Regions from separate parts of the Mus musculus genome. Here regions 1, 2, 3, 4, 5 and 7 are each linked to region 6. The links are chromatin contacts, called in public Hi-C, HiChIP or PLAC-seq and promoter capture Hi-C maps. All regions are on one chromosome and are shown on one strand. The core of a region is the stretch at or near the end of the contact, and the rest is flanking DNA. Distances in the headings are between cores, read along the strand shown. Region 1 holds the start of Zc3h13 (zinc finger CCCH type containing 13). Region 2 holds the start of Akap11 (A kinase (PRKA) anchor protein 11). Region 3 holds the start of Vwa8 (von Willebrand factor A domain containing 8). Region 4 has its middle 25 kb from the start of Gm30662. Region 5 holds the start of Dgkh (diacylglycerol kinase, eta). Region 6 holds the start of Lacc1 (laccase domain containing 1). Region 7 holds the start of Tpt1 (tumor protein, translationally-controlled 1).

The links. Promoter capture Hi-C pulls out the DNA fragments that hold promoters and counts their contacts. Hi-C and Micro-C count contacts between places; a contact is called where the count stands out from the background. HiChIP or PLAC-seq counts read pairs in DNA pulled down with a chosen protein or histone mark.
Region 1: a Hi-C map of B cells shows a contact between it and region 6, with 6 read pairs. The contact joins the promoter of Zc3h13 here to the promoter of Lacc1 in region 6. A contact is called at or near these places in 1 of 39 promoter capture datasets (pre-B cells) and 1 of 484 Hi-C or Micro-C datasets (B cells).
Region 2: a contact with region 6 is called in a promoter capture Hi-C map of embryonic stem cells, with 4 times the contacts expected there. The contact joins the promoter of Akap11 here to the promoter of Lacc1 in region 6. A contact is called at or near these places in 3 of 39 promoter capture datasets (the 3T3-L1 cell line, embryonic stem cells and pre-B cells), 1 of 15 datasets of contacts at CTCF or cohesin (the NIH/3T3 cell line), 2 of 484 Hi-C or Micro-C datasets (B cells and embryonic stem cells) and 3 of 115 datasets of contacts at active chromatin or transcription factors (bone marrow-derived dendritic cells, embryonic stem cells and forebrain).
Region 3: a contact with region 6 is called in a Hi-C map of liver, with 4 times the contacts expected there. The contact joins the promoter of Vwa8 here to the promoter of Lacc1 in region 6. A contact is called at or near these places in 1 of 39 promoter capture datasets (hippocampal neurons), 1 of 484 Hi-C or Micro-C datasets (liver) and 2 of 115 datasets of contacts at active chromatin or transcription factors (cardiomyocytes and pancreatic cancer cells).
Region 4: a contact with region 6 is called in a promoter capture Hi-C map of second pharyngeal arch cranial neural crest, with 7 times the contacts expected there. The contact joins the enhancer-like site here to the promoter of Lacc1 in region 6. A contact is called at or near these places in 6 of 39 promoter capture datasets (the 3T3-L1 cell line, the C10 cell line, embryonic stem cells and 3 more) and 3 of 115 datasets of contacts at active chromatin or transcription factors (bone marrow-derived dendritic cells, embryonic stem cells and large pre-B cells).
Region 5: an H3K27ac HiChIP or PLAC-seq map of bone marrow-derived dendritic cells shows a contact between it and region 6, with 4 times the contacts expected there. The contact joins the promoter of Dgkh here to the promoter of Lacc1 in region 6. A contact is called at or near these places in 1 of 39 promoter capture datasets (maxillary cranial neural crest) and 1 of 115 datasets of contacts at active chromatin or transcription factors (bone marrow-derived dendritic cells).
Region 7: a contact with region 6 is called in an H3K27ac HiChIP or PLAC-seq map of microglia, with 6 times the contacts expected there. The contact joins the promoter of Tpt1 here to the promoter of Lacc1 in region 6. A contact is called at or near these places in 3 of 39 promoter capture datasets (embryonic stem cells, hippocampal neurons and maxillary cranial neural crest), 1 of 484 Hi-C or Micro-C datasets (B cells), 3 of 115 datasets of contacts at active chromatin or transcription factors (astrocytes, bone marrow-derived dendritic cells and microglia) and 2 of 9 other capture datasets (adipose tissue and liver).

What each region holds. Positions count from the first base shown.
Region 1 is chr14:75,282,815-75,285,625 of GRCm38.p6, reverse strand. It overlaps Zc3h13 (zinc finger CCCH type containing 13), which reads right to left and starts at 1,260. Exons shown (of 19, transcript NM_001359875.1): 1 at 961-1,260. It overlaps Cpb2 (carboxypeptidase B2 (plasma)), which reads right to left. Exons shown (of 11, transcript NM_019775.3): 11 at 2,071-2,395. The coding sequence ends at 2,211.
Region 2 is chr14:78,535,571-78,538,270 of GRCm38.p6, reverse strand. It overlaps Akap11 (A kinase (PRKA) anchor protein 11), which reads left to right and starts at 1,411. Exons shown (of 12, transcript NM_001164503.1): 1 at 1,411-1,559.
Region 3 is chr14:78,847,906-78,850,605 of GRCm38.p6, reverse strand. Vwa8 (von Willebrand factor A domain containing 8) reads right to left here and starts at 1,428. Exons shown (of 45, transcript NM_027906.1): 1 at 1,163-1,428. The coding sequence starts at 1,322.
Region 4 is chr14:78,355,452-78,358,151 of GRCm38.p6, reverse strand. No RefSeq gene overlaps it. Among named protein-coding and RNA genes, the nearest start is that of Gm30662, 25 kb to the right of the region's middle. Within about 2 kb of position 1,296, at least 54 of the 459 cell types and tissues checked have an H3K27ac peak or open chromatin away from gene starts, as enhancers often do.
Region 5 is chr14:78,731,461-78,734,309 of GRCm38.p6, reverse strand. Dgkh (diacylglycerol kinase, eta) reads left to right here and starts at 1,581. Exons shown (of 30, transcript NM_001081336.2): 1 at 1,581-1,952. The coding sequence starts at 1,893.
Region 6 is chr14:77,035,076-77,037,988 of GRCm38.p6, reverse strand. It overlaps Lacc1 (laccase domain containing 1), which reads left to right and starts at 1,372. Exons shown (of 8, transcript NM_172488.2): 1 at 1,372-1,492; 2 at 1,999-2,177; 3 at 2,584-2,913. The coding sequence starts at 2,635. It overlaps Ccdc122 (coiled-coil domain containing 122), which reads right to left and starts at 1,217. Exons shown (of 6, transcript NM_175369.4): 1 at 1,018-1,217.
Region 7 is chr14:75,843,830-75,846,529 of GRCm38.p6, reverse strand. It overlaps Tpt1 (tumor protein, translationally-controlled 1), which reads right to left and starts at 1,274. Exons shown (of 6, transcript NM_009429.3): 1 at 1,074-1,274; 2 at 840-913; 3 at 137-327. The coding sequence starts at 1,101. Gm4285 (predicted gene 4285) reads left to right here and starts at 1,566. Exons shown (of 3, transcript NR_045294.1): 1 at 1,566-1,756; 2 at 1,873-1,979; 3 at 2,548-2,700.

The DNA.
Region 1 (2,811 bases), core at 11-2,510, 1.8 Mb after region 6:
GCACAACCGTTTGCACAGAAATTGTGACATTCCTACATCAGCTTGCTAAGTCTCCAGATGAAACTGTCATCTGATATAATCTAACTAAGAAGTTGGAGGTTATTTAAAAATTTATACGTCTGTGTTGCGAAATATTGTTGTTTGGATTCTAAAGCTAGTAATGTTAAGTACTACATAGCAAAACTAAGCATATAGGCAGAGCCGCATAGTGATCTGGACTAACTAAATAAACATATCACAGACTTTTAAACCCTTAAATGCCAAACTTAAAGGTCCAACCTTTTCAAATTATTTTTTTTTGAAATTCACAAACCAGGAGAGACTGTGCACGCCCATAACTGAAAGAGTTCAAATTATCTGAAGACTCCTAATAAAACGAATTAACTTAAGATACTGCCTCTCACAAGCAAGATCCTACCAATATCATCCAAGTATTTTCTTCAACTCTGAATACTTTTCCAGCCACATAAATGTCAACCTGCTTAGCAAGTGATACTGCCAGATATATCTTCTCCTTTCGTTCCAGCTTCCCGTTGCCTGGGAGTATAAAGATAAAACAGTACTCCTACACTCCCAATAGTATTTACTGCAGCCGGGAAATAAGCAAGACCAGGAACAATCAAAAGGACTCTCCTTTCTTCAATAGATCTGGAATACGTGAAGAAGGCAACTCTAAATCCAAGAAACACAACTGCTGCATCCTTTCACCACACACAAATGCGACCACCACACCACGGTATCCGAGTCCGCCTGCTTCCTGACACAGACTGCAGAATCACAACTGGAGCAACAGCCAGATCTAACACCAAGAGCCTCTGCAGAGTCAAGGGTGGGATGCTCAAACAGCGTTCAGAAACACAAGCAGCACAGAACAAGGCGAGCGAGGATGGAGGCCACAGCGCAGGACGCCCACACGAGCCGGGTCCAACGCCTCTTCCCATCCGCTCCCCGAACGCTTACCTCCTCTCCAAGCACCCTTGTAAGCGCAGTCTTCAGGACGTCCCTGACGCCTCAGCTCCGGCTGTCCCCGCGCCCGGCCCCGGGAGGACGACCAAGAGGACGTGCACGCGCGGCTCCCAGGGGCCGGCCCTCCTCAAGCGGGGCGGACGCCGGGAACAGGGAGCAGCGGAGCCGCCCGGATCTTCTCCCAGCTCTGGAGAGCTCCGGACACGAGACGAGAGACGCACAGAAGCCACTGCAGAGCAACGCTAAGACCACAACTCTGCCTGGCCGCTACACTGGCAGCATCTAAAAGCCGACGGAAGTCGCGAGTTTGCCCGACTCCTCCGCAGGCAAGGCAGCTTCCGGCCCCCAGATTAGTCGTCATCGAGTAAGCCCCGCCCCTCTCAGACCACGCCCCCTCGCGTCCGACGCGAGGGCAGTGCGGAGTGTGTTCCTGACGCCTGTTTACTAAGGTCTGGGGACACGGAGTCAGCGTGGGAGGACGGAGATTCTCAGTTGACTGAGATTCTGGTTTTCACCGTTTTCCATCGCATAAAGTGCTACTTTGTTTCGGCAGTAACCACCAGCCTGGTGCGTTTCGAAGCTGCAGATTTTGACAACCGCCCGTCCCCCGCCTGGGCCTGAAGCTGGAGCAGAAATGCACGGATTGCGTTTTCAAGAACAAGAGCAGAGACTGATTAAAATTTTAGGGTGCAAACCCTTGAGGTGCTACAGAGTGCCTTTGCTTTTCCTGCTTGGATCCAATGATCTCCGTAGATTTAGGGTAAAAGTTGCTTAGGAGGAGCTGGAGAGATGGCTCCAGCCGTTAAAAGCGGTTGCAGCTCTTTCAGAGACCAGGTTTGACTCCCATCCCCCACGTGACTGCTGACCACCTTCTGTAACCTTCAGTAACAGCGGTTCCCCATTTTCTTCTGGCCTCTGATGGGGGTCCAGCATAAACCTGGTGCTTAAACTCACACCCTCACGCCCCACCACACACACAGTACATCTTAAAACTGCTTAAGATAGCTGTTCATCATAAATCAAGGGACGGTGGGGTGGGACCAGTAGCTAACCTCTTAGAATAAAAATAATAAAAATAAAAATGTTAAAATACACAGGGGGCCATTTTCACTCTTAAGCTCAAAGTAGTGTGCTTTTTATTCTTCAACAAAACCAAGGAAACTGATTCAACTTAGAAGCTAATGCAACAGTTAAGTGTTGCTGAAATCAATAAAATAAAAATAATGAGAGCGGAGGTTAGGGCATTAAGTGTTCCTGATGACATGCCAAACTATTTTAGAGATGGCGGCCAAAGCTTCTGCACAAGTGGGTTTGATGTATCTCTCAGGCAGCAAGAATCCGTATCTGCCTGTATCTCGGAGCTCAATTGTAAACGAATATTTGATGCCCAAATCATAGATCCAATCGTCAGAACCTCCAGGAGCTAGATCTAAAAGAGACACAAAATATATTTATTTCATAGCAACAAACACTTTATTTCATTGTAGAAACGAAAATAGCTTCCTTCTGGATGTTACCTAAATTTCTTATCTGAAAGTTGTAGTCATCTAAAAGAAACCATGTTAAGAAAGAAAACACATGTTGCCCAGAACTCAACAATAATCTGATTAAGGAGTGATAACTGCCAATAACATTTTAGTACATTTTACAGTGCATGTACTTTCTGTCTTAATTTGTAACATTTCTGGAAGTAATTATTGTAACATTACCAAATGTATCATTATTGTGTTTGAATAGACATTATTTTGAGTCATTTTAAGGGATTGCATTGTAAACTATAGTTGATTCAAATAATTTTGTTGATAAATAACTTAGTTTCTTTAGAATGAGCACCATTGTCCATAA
Region 2 (2,700 bases), core at 162-2,661, 1.5 Mb before region 6:
AATGATAAAAAAAAAAAAAAATCTACATATTTTAAATACAAGTCAGCAGCCAGCGCTTAGGGCTCTGACTTAACACATTTTGGAGACTGTCAAGGTCATTGGAAATTGGTTCTCACAGGATTGTCTTTTACCTGGACGAGTTCCTTGTTGTTTCAGCTTCCGTAAAATTCACTCTCTACAGGGAAGAGCTTACTAGTTTTTTGTTTTTTTTTTTAAACTAATTGTTATTGTTCCCCCCTTTAAGAGGTCAAAGCTTTTCATTGTAGACTAAACTCCCAGTTCTTTTCTTGGTTGATGAAGCAGTAAGGGATCTAGCCTCTATTATCATCCCAAGTTTATTTCTTGTTATTCAAATGTGCTAGATTAGATCCGGATTTGGGGCTTGTGAATTATTCTACTTTCTGCTAGCGATGTAGGGCTGCTATCCAAATCACTGCCTGAATCTTTCCTCCCACAAGGGCACCACCCCCAAGCAGTGGCCCAATTGTAACCACCACCATCAGATGATGATAATCTGCGAGTTAACACCTACAGATATCCACCCCCTCCCCCAACCCGGCCCCAGCTCTCAACAACCTAATCTATTTGTCTTCATAGTGTTCAATAGACAACCTGGAATTATGCCTAAAACGTGTAAGGAAAGCAGCCAAAAGCTGTTGAAGAGAACGAAGATATGACTGTACTCTTTCTTGTCTCTCTCCCCTAAAGAGGATAAAACAAATAAGGAGCATCTACTTCAAAATGTCCTTCTCATCTCTCGGCCAGTTTGAGGACCGTATGTCCTTGAGGAGACCATGCAACATGACTGCACCGATTCCTCTGATTTAAACAGGAATCACACAGCTTGTCACCCAAGGCTAGGCTTCTTGGTGGTCAAAGCCTTATTTTCCAATTTCAATGGCCCGTGGGGTTGGGAAGTGCACTGCCCTTTAGACTGACTCCAGAGGTTCCGATTGGGCCCAAGGCTTCCTCAGTGGTTTCCCCTGATGATGTTGGGAACCGGGCAGACCCATTCTGAAGGATGGGCTGTGTCTGGACCCCTGATGTCGTGGGCTGCCACTGGCTGTGGGAAACCAGCCCCAGGAAGGTCTAAGGGTGGCGGATGGGATGCCAGCATCCTGGGCTCGGGCGCTTGCCAGAGGAAAGGGTTAAGCCGTTCCCAAGGCAACGCACCAGGAAGCGCGCAAGACGTCAGCCGAGAGTTCGTAGGTCAGCTCGAGGTTTAAAGCTCCCACGGGCCGAGGGCCGCCTGGCCAATGGAGAGGGCGCCTCCGCGTCACGTGACGGGCGACCCGCAGCTTTGCCCTCCAGAGCACGTGGGAAGATATTTTCCCCCCACCCCTTGTTCCTTTTGCGCGGGCTCGGCCACGGGGTCGTTCTCGCGAGAGGTGCGACGGCTCTCGCGAGAGTGAGTGGGCGGCGTGGGGAGGCGGCGGCGGTGGCGTCGCGGGCTGGGGCGGGCGAGGGGGAGCGCCGCTGCGCTGCGGCTCGCGCCACCGGGCGTTGCGGGCCGTGACGGGAGGCTGACATGCCCGGGAGCTGAGAGGCTGTGCCGCCTGGTGAGCGGGGCAGGGAACCGGGAGCCAGAGGGCCGGGTCCAGACTGCGGCCGGGCGCCGTGGCCTCGCTGCGTGGGGCGCGGGCGGGAGGACGGTGCACTTTGTCCTCCGCAGCAGCATCCTTCCCTGTCAGCGTCCGAACCCAGGTCCCCGGCGCTGCCCTAACCCCAGATGCCGCTGTTTGCATCGCTGTCACGTCGCCTCCAGGCTGGCCAAGCATCCGAATTGCGCTATCAAATAGAAAATGGGCTGGCCAGACCACAGTGACAGTACAGTCTAAACCCCTGGTATAGCTTGGTGACAGTCCTTTAGCTCTGCCTACGGTCTTTAAAAAGAAAAGAAAAGAAAAAAAAACCCTATTAGTTGGAGGTGGCTTAGCTTTAGGCATTAAGGCATTTTGCGGTGAGCAATACTGCTGAGACACATCGCTAATGGCCTTGGCGCATACTGGAGTTAATATTCGCAGTTCTTTTATAGCCTTGTGATTATCCATTTGCTTCTAAATCGCTTGTTTTCCTTTGCATCTTTCTCACCTTGTTAGCAGTGTTATTTATATTGGTACTCAATTTTGTTATGTATGAAAATATATAAAATAAGGGCATCAGGAAAGATGGAGTATTTATTCATGCAAAGGTGATTTTGTTTTAATGTCTTTGTGTTTGCTTGGTGTGTGTGTGTGTATGTGTTGGTGTGTGTGCTGGTAAAAGGCAGCCTAGTATGATTGATGTCATTTTCAATAGTCCCACCTAATCTTTCAAACTATAGAAGCATTTTTTTCAAGGAATAACCTGGTTATTCATACTTGATTGTGTTTTCCAGGCAGGATTGTGAATCATAGGTTGGCAGTAAATTAAGCAATTAGTTGTGTAGTTAGTAACTGACTTATGAGGGATGAAGGGATATGAGGGAATTGGGGAAGACGTGGGTTTATAAGCTGAGCTGTGGCTAATGTAGATAGCTACAGAACTGCTCAACTGATCTGCCTGGAAAGGAATTGGCAGTATATACTCTGTGCCCAGTGATGTTTCTCAGTTGTTGAAGATTCTGAAGTTGGAGGCCCAGAACTGTAGTGAGAGATTTGCTAGCCTTCTCAAGCCTCTGAATTCCAGGGCTTCGTCAGGGAAACAGAAGAAAATCCTTTG
Region 3 (2,700 bases), core at 179-2,678, 1.8 Mb before region 6:
TACAAAACAAATTTTTTTTCATTTTTTTAAAAACCTCTTTTCAATTAAATGTTCTATCTGCTGACTCATGGCTCTTATAGTTAGCTAGAGAGTATAAATAAATAAATAAATAAACAAACAAACAAACAAACAAACAAACGGAGTCTACCCAAAACTGCTCAACCTCAAAGCCTGTCAGATTGTACCACATTCTACCCTTGACATCTGCCTTCTCTGATAAGAGTGTATTATCATCTGGACTGGTGAAATGATGGATTTATTAGATGAGATGATACTATCTGGAGATGACACACACAAGGAGGTGAACCTAGTGAGACAAAGTAGATTCTTTGAAAAGTAGGTCTTATCCCCGATTCCTCTCTCTCTGCCTCCCTGAGAGAGCAGCTTCCCTCTGCTAAGTCCTCTTGTCATCACGAATTTCTGCCTCACCACAGGCCACAGTGATTAAAGTATTAAGCATACACTGAAACATCTGTAACTTCCAGCCAAGAAATCTTCCCTTGTTTTAGGCTGCTCTGTGTGTGTGTGTGTGTGTGTGTGTGTGTGTGTGTGTGTGTGTGTGTGTGTTTTAATGTTGTCACGCAGATGAAAACTGAGTAACAGAGTGGAAAGCAAGTACATGCTCTAGAAGCTATAATCGAGGACAGGCAAGTTTTGAATCGCAATTTCACCTTGTGATCCTCAGCGAGGCACTTTTTTTTTTTGTTTCCCTCTTTTTTGGGACTCATTCATTCCGACTATAGTATAGGGTTTTAACTAAAGCGATGACTTTCAGTTCTAAGAGTGCTTGAAACCGAGTCTTCTGTTAAAATTGGGAAGGAACATGGGCACAGGTTCTCCAGCAAGATTGTACACGTGTCTATGCCATCACGAGCCCTACTTGGCTCATGACACAAAACCAAGCCCTCGGGAGTCAAAGGTCAAGGTCAAGCACGAGTCTTAACAGCCCCCAAAGGCTGCAGCATAAACCTCTCAGTGTCCTAGAGTCTACGTGAGGATTCTTGTACAAAAATCTCCAGTGGGAGAAAACTGTGTTCCTAGGCATCAGAGACCTTAGTCCGGACCCCTAAGGTTTCAGAGTGGAGCCCAGGGGGCGCCAGCGCCTTGCCCCACATCACAAAGCAGCGAGGGCAGCGGCAGCGAAGGCGGAGGGCCCAGTTACCTGAGTCGGTCGCCCCAGAGTGCAGCAGCCTGACCTCCAGCCGCTGCTGGTCCCCGCCCGGCCTGCCCCGCAACACCTGCCGCAAGAGCAGCCGCACTCGCCGGGAGGCCACGTCCCCAAGGCCGCCCGGGGCTCCTAGGAGGAGGAGGCGTGACTGCATGGTGCAGGAGGCATGCGTGGGACCTCCAGGGGCTTCGGACAAGCACAGTCCCTGGACCGGGCAGGAGGCGATCGGCGAGCGGGACAGGAAGCGGCAGGGAGGCGGGTCCGCCGGAAACTCCTTCCCCCGGCTCGCCGGGCTCTGCGGGATGGGCCCGGCCCGGGGCGGAGGGCAGGCCGAGCGCCAGCCGGTAGGATCGGCTACCGGAGCCCGGCGCGCCGCCCCAGGCGTGGTCGCCCCAGGGACGCCCGGAGCTGGGGAGATGCCAAAGACCTTTAGCACAGTTGAGCGTATGCCCTGTTTCTTTCTTGGCTGCTAGCCTACTGTGTTATGATGCACTGTGGGCTTTCCCCTCGATACTGCTTCGGATCTTTTTTCAGAATGGAGAAAATATTCAAGAGATTCTGGAACTTCACCTATTTTAATTCGTTGTCATCTTCCCAGGGTTTCCACACCACAGGCATTGAAAGCTTCAGTTTAGCCTTCCTTTGCCGCTCCTGTTTTATCATCTTCTAAACTGCAAGAGGAAATGTTACACTATAATGGTGAATGAAAAAACGTTCAACTACCAGAAGGATCCAGTCAGGCTACAAGGCAAGGGTTATATAAACATAATTTATGTCTTTAGTGAGGAAAAAGTAGGACACTTGACTAAGGCTCCCTCCCTACCATGCATTCCAAAAGCAGCAGCAGTCTTCCATAAAGCAAACAAAGTCTAATGTAATTAGGCTGCCTCCCCAAAATGTCAAGAGTGAATTAACCAAAGCAAAAAGTTTTAATGAAGTTCTGCACAATGAAATCAAACAAACAAGATGCAGGCCTGGCTCTCAGAGAATGGCCTTGCCAATTCTAGACCTACCTGTATCTTACATCCATATTAAGCACCCACCTCCCAGGCACTTAAACTTCCCGAGGAACTAAACTTAGAAGTAAATGGAGGTGGCAGAGAAATAATTTAAACTAGTTTGGAGAAATCGAAAATAAAGGAGTGAACATTAAAGATGTCAAAACAGCATAATTATTACATGGATAGATTCTCACTATTTCACAACCACACCTGTTAGGCCTCAAATCTGAGACAACCAGCTATAGGAGGTGCCAGTTAACAGATAAAAGCTAACAGAGGTCCCTGTTAACACATCAAAGCTGGTACTAGCCACTAGATCCTCCTCCTATCTCTCCATTCCCACCTGTTACAGGATCCTCCTGGTAGAGGCACTCAGTCCCCTACTCTGAACTCTCCAACCCAGAGGCAGTACTATCTTTCCCCCAAGCTGCTCTTCCATCTACAATCCAGCCTCTTTGACTACTCTGGTCCTCTTTTGGTCTCCTGGTCTGGCTTCCTGGATCCTGGCTCTCTCCTCTCCCAGCTTCCCCT
Region 4 (2,700 bases), core at 47-2,546, 1.3 Mb before region 6:
CAGTTTCTATAATGCTGAAAGCATGTTCTTTCTGTTAGCTTATAAGCAATGTCCTGGAGATGTGTATTAATTTGTAGAGGATAGAACTGGACACTGAAACTTTTCCTCCTATCTGTTTTACTGACGTTACACTGAACTCAATAAGAAATCAGGGATTTCAAACTATGCAAATCATAAACTATGGCGAGCAGTCACTTACTAAACATACACACGTTGAACTCCAGGCTGGGTACAAGTGTTCTAGGAAGACAAATTCTGGAAAAGACAGTCCCAAACCCAACCTGCTGCAGAGACATGAGAGGCAGGTTAGGGAAGGACCTGTGGATGTCCTCATCCAGATTGGGTGGCACCTTGCTTTGTACCTCTTAGAGATGCAAGATGGCCAGCCTGGAACCTAAATGCAAGAATCCCAAAGGGTTGCCTCTTCTGATGGGTTTTAGTACCAAGTCCTAGACAGTATGATTTTCTCGATTATTTCCTCAAATTCAAAGCTGTAGAGAGTATCTTTCCATCACTAGGTGGGAATAGAAGGAATTAGCTGTGTGAAGGTGACTGTCAGCTGGATACTATCTGCTTTTCAACTTTCTGCCTATGTGAAAAACAGTTTGTTTTTCTGGTCCCATAGAATCTAGAGTTAGCTGCAGGTGGTCTAGCTTCGTGTAGATCCCACCCTCCACCAGATGTGCAATGTTTGCTTGAATAGCAACTTGCAGCTTGACGTTCATTTGCATTGATGTTTTCATTTTGAAGTTATTATTCCTGAGACACTGAAGGTAGGGTTTGATGTGAGTTCACCCAGGAATGTTATTTTTTTGCTATAGATTAGAGATTTTTTTTTTGAACACTCCATAGCAGTGGACATGTGAGCCAGGCACACATTTCTGGGCAACTCCCCCAATATAGGAAACAGACAAAGATGGATGTTTGCTGATACCCTCGGTGTCTAACCGAAGGTTTTTTAAATCCCAAGATATGGCATAAAGCCTCCTTAGGGGGAGATACACTAACCAAAGTGGAAAATTCCTCTCCACATTTGTACGTGAGCAGAACCTGCTCGCAGTATGTGGTAGCACATGGAAAGAACCTGGCAGTGCTGAGGGATGTCACAGGACGCGAGTCTGTGAACTTATTTTTGTGTTTACTGCAGGGATGTTGTTAAGGATGTGGTTGCCAACATCCCACAGTGTTTCCTTTACAAAGATCTGCTGAAGACGTTTTTTTTCTCTTCCCTCAGGACTCTGAATTAACCACAGTCCTCCTGAGCAGCTGCAGAGTTACGTCTTTTAAGTTCTCTATGTCGTGGTCTTTCACTATGTGTCTTAGAGACAGGGGTTCCCAAACCTTACTGTATTACTCAAATCATCTGGCGAGCCCTTGAAATGCAAATTTCCAGGAATCCCCGAGAACAATTACATCAGGATCTCTGAAAGGGGATCAGCAAGTTTTCAAGTTCTCTACACTGGGTGCAAGGGCAGCCAGGGCTATGGGCACTGTGGGAGTGGGAGTGAGTACTCTAATGATCTGCTGTGGGCATCTCCTTCTCTTATCCAGGTGCCCGAGTGTTCCTTCTTCATGTCAGTTTCTGCCCTGTAAAAACTGTTCAAGCACAGGTGTTATAGCTTGCTTTCTGTTCCTGGGACACATACTGTACTCAAAAGCAATCTGCAGAGGAAACATTTTCTTTCATTTACACTTCCAGGTCAGAAGTCATCGTTCCAGGAAGTGAGCGGAGGAATGTGAGGCAGAAACAGGGAGGGGCCCTTCTTCCCAGCCCCTTCTCTGGCTATCTCTCAGGCCTACTCTCTGCTAGCTTTCTCATAAAGCATAGGAACATCTTCCTAGGGAATAGTGCCACCCACAGTGAGCTATGGATGCCCTCCTGCAACAATTAATAATTATGAAAGTCCTCTGAAGACATGGTCATATGACAATCGGACCTAGGCAATCCTCAAAAGGGGCTTTCTTCTCAAGTTGACTTCAGACTGTGTCAGATTGACAATTAAAATTAGTCAGCTAGAGAGATGGCTCAGTGGTTAAGAGTACTGACGACTCTTCCAGAGGTCCTGAGTTCAATTCCCAGCAACCACATGGTGGTTCACAACCACCTATACTGGGATCTGACACTGTCTTAGCCTGGTGGTAGTGGCCTTTAATCCCAGCACTTGGGAGGTAGAGGCAGGAGGATTTCTGAGTTCGAGGCCAGCCTGGTCTACAGAGTGAGTTCCAGGACAGCAAGGGTTACATAGAGAAACCCTGTCTCAAAAAAAAAAAAAAAAAGAAAAGAAAAAAAAACAAAACAAAACAAAAACAAACAAAAAAACCCACAACAAAACAAAAATTAGCTGTGTGTGTGTATAGAAGCTTATAAAAGTTAAATAAATGACTATGAATTGTTCCCTTTAAAAAATAACATTTGGTGATTGTCATATTTTCTCTTGTGGTATAAGTGCTAGTCTGTGTCTTCAAACAAGGCTAGATATACATGAAATATACCTGGAAGAGGAAACGGGTAAGCGTTGAGGGTGATGGTGGCTGAGGGGGCTCTCAGGGTTAGATGCTTGTTTGATCTTTGGGAGGGAGCCTTGGAAAGAGTGAGTGCAGGTGAAGAGGCTCAGAGAGAAGTGCAGCTGCAGGTGGATAGCTCCCACTGATTGGAGGAAACACACTATTAGGGCCGCCTGAATTCTCCTACCTCCCTGT
Region 5 (2,849 bases), core at 332-2,831, 1.7 Mb before region 6:
TGGGCTGGAGAGATGGCTCAGTGATTAAGAGCACACACTGTCCTTGCCTTGCCGAGGACAGGGCGTTTGGTTTGGAGCACCCACACTGGGTGCCTCCTAACTCCAGCTCCAGGGATACTTACTGGATGCTTCTGGCCTCCATGAGAATTCGCACTCATATGCGCAAACCCACACACAGACACAGACACCTAAGTGAAAAAGAAAAGTCAAAAAAAAAAAAAGTAACAATATGCTTGAAAAAGAGAAGTTCGCTTCCGGTCTGGGATAGCTCAGTCGGCAGGTAGAATGCTCACCTAGATGGAATGAAGGGCTGGTTTTGAGTGAGCCCCAGTGTTCAGCTGTGATCCCAGGGCTGAGGTAAACGCAGCATGGTCAGACTGCTCACTCACCCCACTTAAACCTCATTCAAAGTAAATGAAGGACAGGCTATTTAGGCAGCAGGTTGGAGGCCACTGAACAAAGCATAGTCACTAACAAAGAAGACCCAACAGTCCAAGGGCCCATTTAAAGGAGAGATTCAGGAATGCAAATTTAGTCAGTCAAGTTATAGAAAGTGAGGGCTGGAAACCATCCAGTGGCTTAGCTCTCTCCACAATCCTTAGGTGACCTTTATGAGTGTAGCTTCAGCGGAATATTAGCCTCGGAAATTAGTATGACGTGGGAGCATGCTGGATCAAGTAGTGTTTTGATTTTTCGGTTTCAAAACGTGTGAATTCATCTGTCTACCAGACTAAGGGCCAGAAGATGGTGCTGGCAGGAGTCTGAAGTCCACGAGAGAGGAAATGACCCATGCAAATGCAGTCACTGCTCGGTTTGCAACTAGATGGAAACCATCTTCACTGCCAGTAAAGATGATTTCAGGAAAGATGATTTAAAAAATTGCTTGTTGCAATTTTCATTTTCTTTTTCCCGGAGAGCAGCAGGAGAGACAGTTGACATTTGAGCTCTCTCTCGGAACTGCCCCTGTCCCTAATTTGAGCAGAGCGCTCACAGCGGACCACAGACCGGCTCCTTAGCTGGTTTTCTTTCCACGAAATCTTTCAGCCATAGAAAATGAACAAAAGCAGGGCTCCCCAGACAGCCCAGCCAGACATCTCAGCTGCCGGAATAGGTGCTTGGGAGTGGCTCAGGGGTGCGAAGCGCAGCCTCGCTCTGTTGAAGCCAGGTACTGTCCTGGGCAATTGGCTCCAGGTTTAGCTCCCGAGGCGGCCGTCGGGGGCTACAGGCACCCGTGGCGAGGGATGCCAAGGGGAAAGGGTGCCAGGTTCCGCTCGTCCGGCGCAAGCTACTCATCCCCGACATCCCCCGATTCTTCTGGCGATCCGGGCCCCGCGGCGCGGTTGCCTCTTTTAGCCGCACCACTGCCCGGTGCCCGTGACCACCCGGTGGCTGCTTTCGGTTCCGCGCCTTATATGGCCTGGCAGGGGGGTCACGTGCGTCCCGGGCCGCCCGCCGGGAGGGGCCGCTGGGGGAGGGGCGGACGGCGGGAGAAAAGGGGAGGGAGTCGGAGGCGGAGACAGGAGAGAGAGAGGGGCGGATTCTGCGGCCGTGGGAGGCGGCGGCGGCTTGAGGAGCCGAGCGCTCGCCGCCGCGCCGTGGAGCGGGACTCAGGCGGCTGCGGAGGCGGTGGCGGAGGAAGGGACCGGCGCGGGGGCGGGCGAGCGCGGCGGAAGCCAGAGAACGCGGGAGGGCCCGTGGCTGGCCCCGGGCAGGAGCCAGGGCGGCAGCGACAGCGATCCCAGCGAGGGAGGCGCAGGCAGCGGCGGCGGCAGCGACAGCGATCCCAGCGAGGGAGGCGCAGGCAGCGGCGGCGGCAGCGGCGGCGGCAGCGGCAGCGGCAGCGGGGGCCGGTGTCCGTGCGCCCCGGCGGCCAGCGGGCGCGGGCCGGCGCGATGGAGCCTCAGCACGTGCGCCCCGTGCTTGGAGCCCAGAGCCCGGCCTGGGAGGAACCGGTGGGTACCGCGCCCGCGCCCACCCCTCCCGCTTGTCCTTGCTCCCTGCCTCCCCCTCCCGGCCCATGTTCCGTTCAGGAAGCGGTCCGGGATGAGGTCCCCAGCTGCTTCCCAGCCGGGGCAGCGCTTCCTCCGGCGCCCGGGCTCCTCCTTGCTCGCCGCCCGAAGCGCCTTTGTCCGGTCGGCCTCTGGCGACGGTCCTTAGAGGACCGTTTCCGCGCTTCATCCTTTTCCCAACTTTGCACTTCATTCCCGAGTGTGGCGCGGCGGCCCGGGGAGTGGAGGCGACGGGGTTGCGCGGTCAGCGGGTGGCGCCGGGAGGAGACGGGGCTCACCTCTTGACCGCGCCCTGGCAGTCACCTGGGCACGCAGGTTCCCAAGGACCGCCGCCTGTGGAGGCTGGTGGCTGCCAGAAGCCCAGAGCCACGCCTCCGACTCGAGTGGCCGCGGCTGCCCTGAACAGTTCCGAGGGTCAGGGGACCTGGACCGGGATCCAGCCACCGGCTAACTTCGCTTTCGCCTGGATCTCACAGCACACGCCACGCGTAGATTGAGTCACTTTAGGGGCTCAGAGTGTTGCGTGTGAGAAGAGTCGAGGTCTTTGGATTTATTCCCTAAACTCCTTTAACTTATTTCTTGCACCTCAAACTGAGCCGTCTGTTATCCATCCATCCCTTCAGGGATTCCTCCCAGGAATCCCCGTCCTGCGTAGACCCTTGTAATCTTGAGTGGGCAATGAATTTTGGCTCTGCATACCCTATCTACGTATTTCTTAGTCCTTTTTGATTGACGTTGTGAACCGTCTCAAAAGCCTGGTCCAAAATTTCTGGCTTCATCCTTGCTGCGGTGCTGTTCTGATGATGTTTTCCCAGGGACTTCCTGAGTCTGCTCAGGCGG
Region 6 (2,913 bases), core at 123-2,622:
CTGAGTCAATCTGCAGCCGGGGTGTGGGGTACCTACTCTACTATTAAGTTCTACTTGTTCCCATGTGCAACCAGGATTGAGAGGCTCTGTAGTAGCCTGGGAAAGGGGAGAGAGTGTTAAGAAATGCAGCCCAGACAGACCAGATGCTGAAGGAAATGGTATGTAAATACATTATCACAACTTCCCTAACAACTTAGCTATTTTGAAAGTTTTGTTACTGCCAGTGCTGTTGCATGAATGAATCCTGAGCTCTCATCCTTGGACATGAAAACAAGAAAAAAAGCTTCTAAACTTGCTTTTAAAAAAAAAAATCCATTTTCCTTAACAGACAGCAAGTTTATGCCAAGGCATGCATGTCTGATCAGATCTGTGTTATCTATCCCTCAGGGTTCCTGGAAGTGTCCAGCGAGCATTCAATGTGTGCCCTCTGAAAGTGATCACACGGCCTGGAGTAGGTTCTATGTGGGCTGGTTACCTTGGCCGCTAGTCAAGTTGAGATGGGTGCACACTTAACAAGACTTCTAGACTCCCGGATCCCCTAGAGTCTTCTCATTCAGGAAACACTTGAGCACTTGGAGGAAGACCAAGGAAAATGAAGGCCCTCTCCTTCCTCCATTGCCAGTCCTCAGAAAATGCGCTTTCTCTTACCTTCTCATATATTTTGAAGAGTGGGTATTTTTCCATTTACAACAGTACTTGATTTTCAAATTGTTGTTTTTAAATAAATAACATTAAACCCTTGGGGGACAAAGGAGCCTTAATTTTTATCTTATTGCTACTGTAAGAATGAATGCATTCCGTCCTGTGAGGGGACACACTTGGGGGGGGGGGTAAGAGAAATCGACGTTGCCAACACAAGTGAACAGTCAAGGATGTTGGTCCCAAATGAAAGTACAGAATCAGCCGAAAGGGGGAAAAAATGAAAACTAACTAGAAACTTAAAAACTAAACAAAAAGTGAAAAGAAAAAAGAAAAAAAAAAGCCACTCCCCCACAAAAGTCACCAGAGTCCCCTTACTTGAGCCCGGATTGGAGGGCGCTAAGTGACAAGCTGGCCACACTGCTGGGTCAGCAGATCCTTCTGGAGTCGCCACGGCCCGCGGGGAGAGGGGACGCTTCTTCCCTTCCCTTCCGGGCGCCTCACGGGACGCGCTCGCCCGCGGCTCTCCGGGCCCCCGCGCCTCAGCGCCCGGGCCTCAGGCGGCCTCCACGGTGACTGCGGGCGCTGACCCGGAACTGCTGAGCGGCGCGGGAATCCCCCGCAAGGGGCTCGGCCTTGCGTCTCCAGGGCGCCACCTCGCGGCCGTGGCGGGAACACCCAAACCCGGGCGCACGCCCGCGGGAGCCCGAGGCCGCCGGGAGGCCCGGGGACGCGGTGAGGCGGGCGGACCGGCCGGCCGGTGACTTTGGGAGCCACTGGGGTTCGAGCGCCGAGCCTGCAGCTCACGCCCCAGCTCGCGGCCGCCGAGGAGAGCGCGGGAAGCAGCCCTGCGGTGAGTCCCGGGCGGAGGGGAGGTCGGCGCGGCGACGGGACGGACGGACGCACACCGTGCAGTCCAGGCTCCTCCGAGGTCGCCTGCACGGCTGGCGGAAAGAATGAATGAAGGCGCCAGTGCCCTACGGGGCGGGCGGAGGTTGGGGTGGGCGTCGGGGTGAAGGCTCAGCAATGGTAGGTGTCAGAATTGGGGGTCACAGGGTCGGCAGAGGGGAGCTCCAGCCTGGACAGGGAGTTCAGAGAATCTGCAAGTGGTCAGAAATCGACCCTGATCCAAGTTGCAGTGGCTTTTGGGATTATCCCAAGTGCGGAGGACTGTGTAAACCTGGGGGGAAAGCCCAGCCTGTGGGCTAGCTTTTACCTTTAAAAAATGAGTGTGTTTGTTTGTTTGCTTGCTTATGGTGACAGACACCTTTACTCTTCTCTCTCTCTCTCTCTCTCTCTCTCTCTCTCTCTCTCTCTCTCTCTTTCTTTCTTTCTGGTGACATACACCTTTAATCCCAGCACTTGGGAGGCAGAGGCAGAGGCAAGCAGGTGTCTGAGGTCGAAGCCAGCCTGGTCTACATAGCTAGTTCCAGGACTGCTGGGGCTGTTAGACAGAGAAGCTCTGCCTCGAATCCCTGTCCCAACCGCAACCCCAAAGAAGATTGGCTGCTGATACTGCTCAACTTAATATCCTAAAGGTGAGACCTCAGTATTTCATGAGATGTGATCTAATCTTATAGACATGATGGGGATAATGACATAACAGATTTACATCCTATAATTAAAAAGACTTGATCTCAGACAACAAGTAATTTTGTACTTAAAATCTGCTATAAGGAAAACAAAGCATAATTTCTATTCTATAAAAATGTACCCAGCTGTTCACAAAATAAAAGATGGCTCTGCCCTTAATTGTCAGGATGAATGGTGCACTGGCTTTTCTGCTCTGCACACTACATTTATTTTGGTTACTTTTTGTATTGATGCAATTTACTTCCTATTTTTATTTTTATATTTATTTATTTATTTTTGTTCACCACAAATTTCGGTTGTATCTATAAGAAGATCGAATTTATTGTTATTTGTGATCACTTTTCTTTACAGCTGCTATGGCATAAAAAGTCTTTGGGGCAAAAAAGACTGCCTGATTGAAGAATGGCAGAAGCAGTCTTGATTGATCTCTCTGGTTTACAATTGAATGCACAGAAAAACTGCCATGAGACCTTACTGGAGACACTGGATGGTATTCACTACCACCACGCTCCCAAGGCCAAGTTCCTTTGCATAATATGTTGCAGAAATGCCAGCAAGGAAAAGGATGGGGAGTATGGCCTCTGTGAATTGGAAGCAGGAAATGGCTTTTCACGTCTCGCGGGAAAATTCGAGACTGTTAGCCATCCCTGCCTGGCTGCCTCTTTGTATACAATTAAACAA
Region 7 (2,700 bases), core at 25-2,524, 1.2 Mb after region 6:
TACCGGCTTGCTCACATTATTGAAAATCAACCTTCACTGTATAACAAAAGACCCTCCTTTCTTAAGCCCTTCCTACCTAAGCAACCAACTTCTTCTAGGAAGCTGACCACCAAAACGGGGTGTTTATGTCACTTACGATTTCATGTAGTCTTTGATGTACTTTTTGTAAGCCTCTTTTGTGAAGCTGGTTTCTTGTAAGTGATGGTTCATGACAATGTCAACACCGGTGACTACTGTGCTTTCGGTACCTTCGCCCTCCGGACCTTCAGCGGAAGCATTTCCACCGATGAGCGAGTCATCGATGGCACCCTCTGTTCTACTGACCATCTACATTTAGAAGAAAACAAAACAAAACAAAAAGACAATACAACTTAGTCGAAGGGGCAAAAAAAAAAAAAAAAAAAGAAAAAAAGAGAAAAAAAAAAAAAGGTCCGGCAACGATCAGTCAGCTCCCTGAAACATCTTAACCTCCCCCCAAATAGTCGCTGCCCGGACTGAGAGAGGTGGTCACTCTCATCAAGCGGAACCAAGTTGCTGTGGCCTCTCTCGAGTCGCCACGGGTTAAGCGCGCACAGCGCAAACCTGTCTTATAGACAATATGTCCCCGTTCGCCCGGAAAGAGGATGGCGCTGAGTTCGCGGACCTATTTCCAGGCTCGGCTCCGCCTCCACTTTTCTAGAAAAACCCAAGGTCCGCAAGAGCGTCTCCTCCGCCTGGAGGCGGCAGCGAGGATTGCACGAGTTCCAGCGGCCTCCCCGCGGCGCCCAGCCCAGCCCGGCCCGGCTCGGCCGACCCGGCAGGCAGGCGGCCAGCCTCCCCGCGCGCGGCGCCCCGCTCACCTTGCCCTCCACCTCCAGGCACAGCCCGTCCGCGATCTCCCGGATCTTGTAGATGTCGGAGAACAGCTCGTCATCTGAAAGCGAACAGAGAGAGCCGCCCGTGAGCGAGCGAAGGCCCGCCATTTCCCGCGCCGGGCTCGGCGCACGCGGCGGCTCCCGGCCCAAGCTCTGCGCTCGTGTCCCCGGCCTCCCCGGTGCCCACCCGCACCCAGGCCCGCGGGCGCCGGGACTTACGGCTGATGAGGTCCCGGTAGATGATCATGGTGACGGCTGGGGACGGCGGCGCTAGCCTGACAGCGCGGAAGCGAGCGCGGTGCAGCCGGAGCGGCGCGCGGGGGGAGGGGGGAGCGGGCGGAAAAGGCCGACGCGGGCGCTCCCCAACCTCATATAGAGGGCACGCTCGGCTACGTCACCGTCCGCGGCTCCCCCGGAACTGTCGTCAGCGGTGACGTGAACGCAGGGCGGTGCGGGGGCGTGGCTACGCCCGGCCGGCCCCGGGAGGGCATCCGGGGACTCTGCTGGGACACAATGCGGAGTGCCCCTGGGTGCGCGGGGCAACGGGGGCGGTGTGCGGATAGTGCGCCCGGGGCATGCTGGGACGGGAAGGGACTTGCGGCCGACCGATGGCCGGACGCTTGAGTCGCCGCCCGGGCGTGGCCAGGGTGTGACTGCGCCCCGCCTCCCGCCACGCCGCTTCAGTTCCCACCCCTTTCTCGGAAAGAAAATGTCAGCAGAATCGGATGACTGTTGTCGGGCGCGCCGCTGAGCCTGCGGGGACTACGGGGATGGCGCCGGGCTGGTGTCCCGGGTCTCCGACCTCCGGTCCTTGGCTGCCCACAGACTGCACCGGTTTTGCTCGCGGAGGGAGATGTCCTGGGGACTGGTCCTCTAGTGGGTTCCGAAAGTGAAAGCCTGCGGTGGGTCTGGCCGGACAGCTCTTCGCTGGCCTGTTCTGCTCTTGGTCGCAAACGGTGTCCTTTGTTAGGACAGTTCTGTATTGTCACTTTTATCCCTTTTATTCCTGGCGATGCAGGACTAAACAGACCCAAAATAAGGAGCTTCCCACTTGCCCGGGTCACTTGAAGGGCTTTCGCATCCACCACGAAGTACAACATACAACTTCCGAGACCCACCGTTCAGGTAAACATGTATGGCAGGATGAAATCACAGTTTCTTCCCTTCCAGATTTGGTTATAGTCCGTTGTAACCCTAGTGTTGCAATTTTCTCGCTTAAGAAGGACATAGCCAGCCCTGCCTGCCCTCGGACAGAAGGTTAGGTTAGTATGTCAAAGGAGAAGGCAGTTCACACTAACAAAGTGTTACAAGCACAGAGTAAACCATTCAGGAATAAAACTCTAGCCAAAGAGCAGAAGAAAAACCGTCCACTTAAGATGCGGTGGTCTGCTGCTTTCCTAGATACTCTAAAGGACACGGGGTAACAGTAAAAAAGTGAAGGACATCAGAAAACGTAGACATAGAACCGAGGGGCTATGACTTAGCAGTCTCAAAACTCAGTTATTTCTGAGTTATGTGAATCTTATTTGCACATCCCAGGTATTCATTTTCAAATTATTCAAAAATGCTCATTTACATAGATCCCCAAACATATTCTTTTTGGATTTTTCTGTTATTTTCTCCAGTTTTATGCCCAAATGTATTTTTTTAACATCATTAAAAATTTTTTTTTGTTTTTGTTTTTTCGAGACAGGGTTTCTCTGTATAGTCCTGGCTGTCCTGGAACTCACTTTATAGACCAGACTGGCCTTGAACTCAGAAATCCGCCTGCCTCTGCCTCCCAAGTGCTGGGATTAAAGATGTGCACCACCACCGTCCGGCTCATTGAAGAATTAAAAAACAAAAA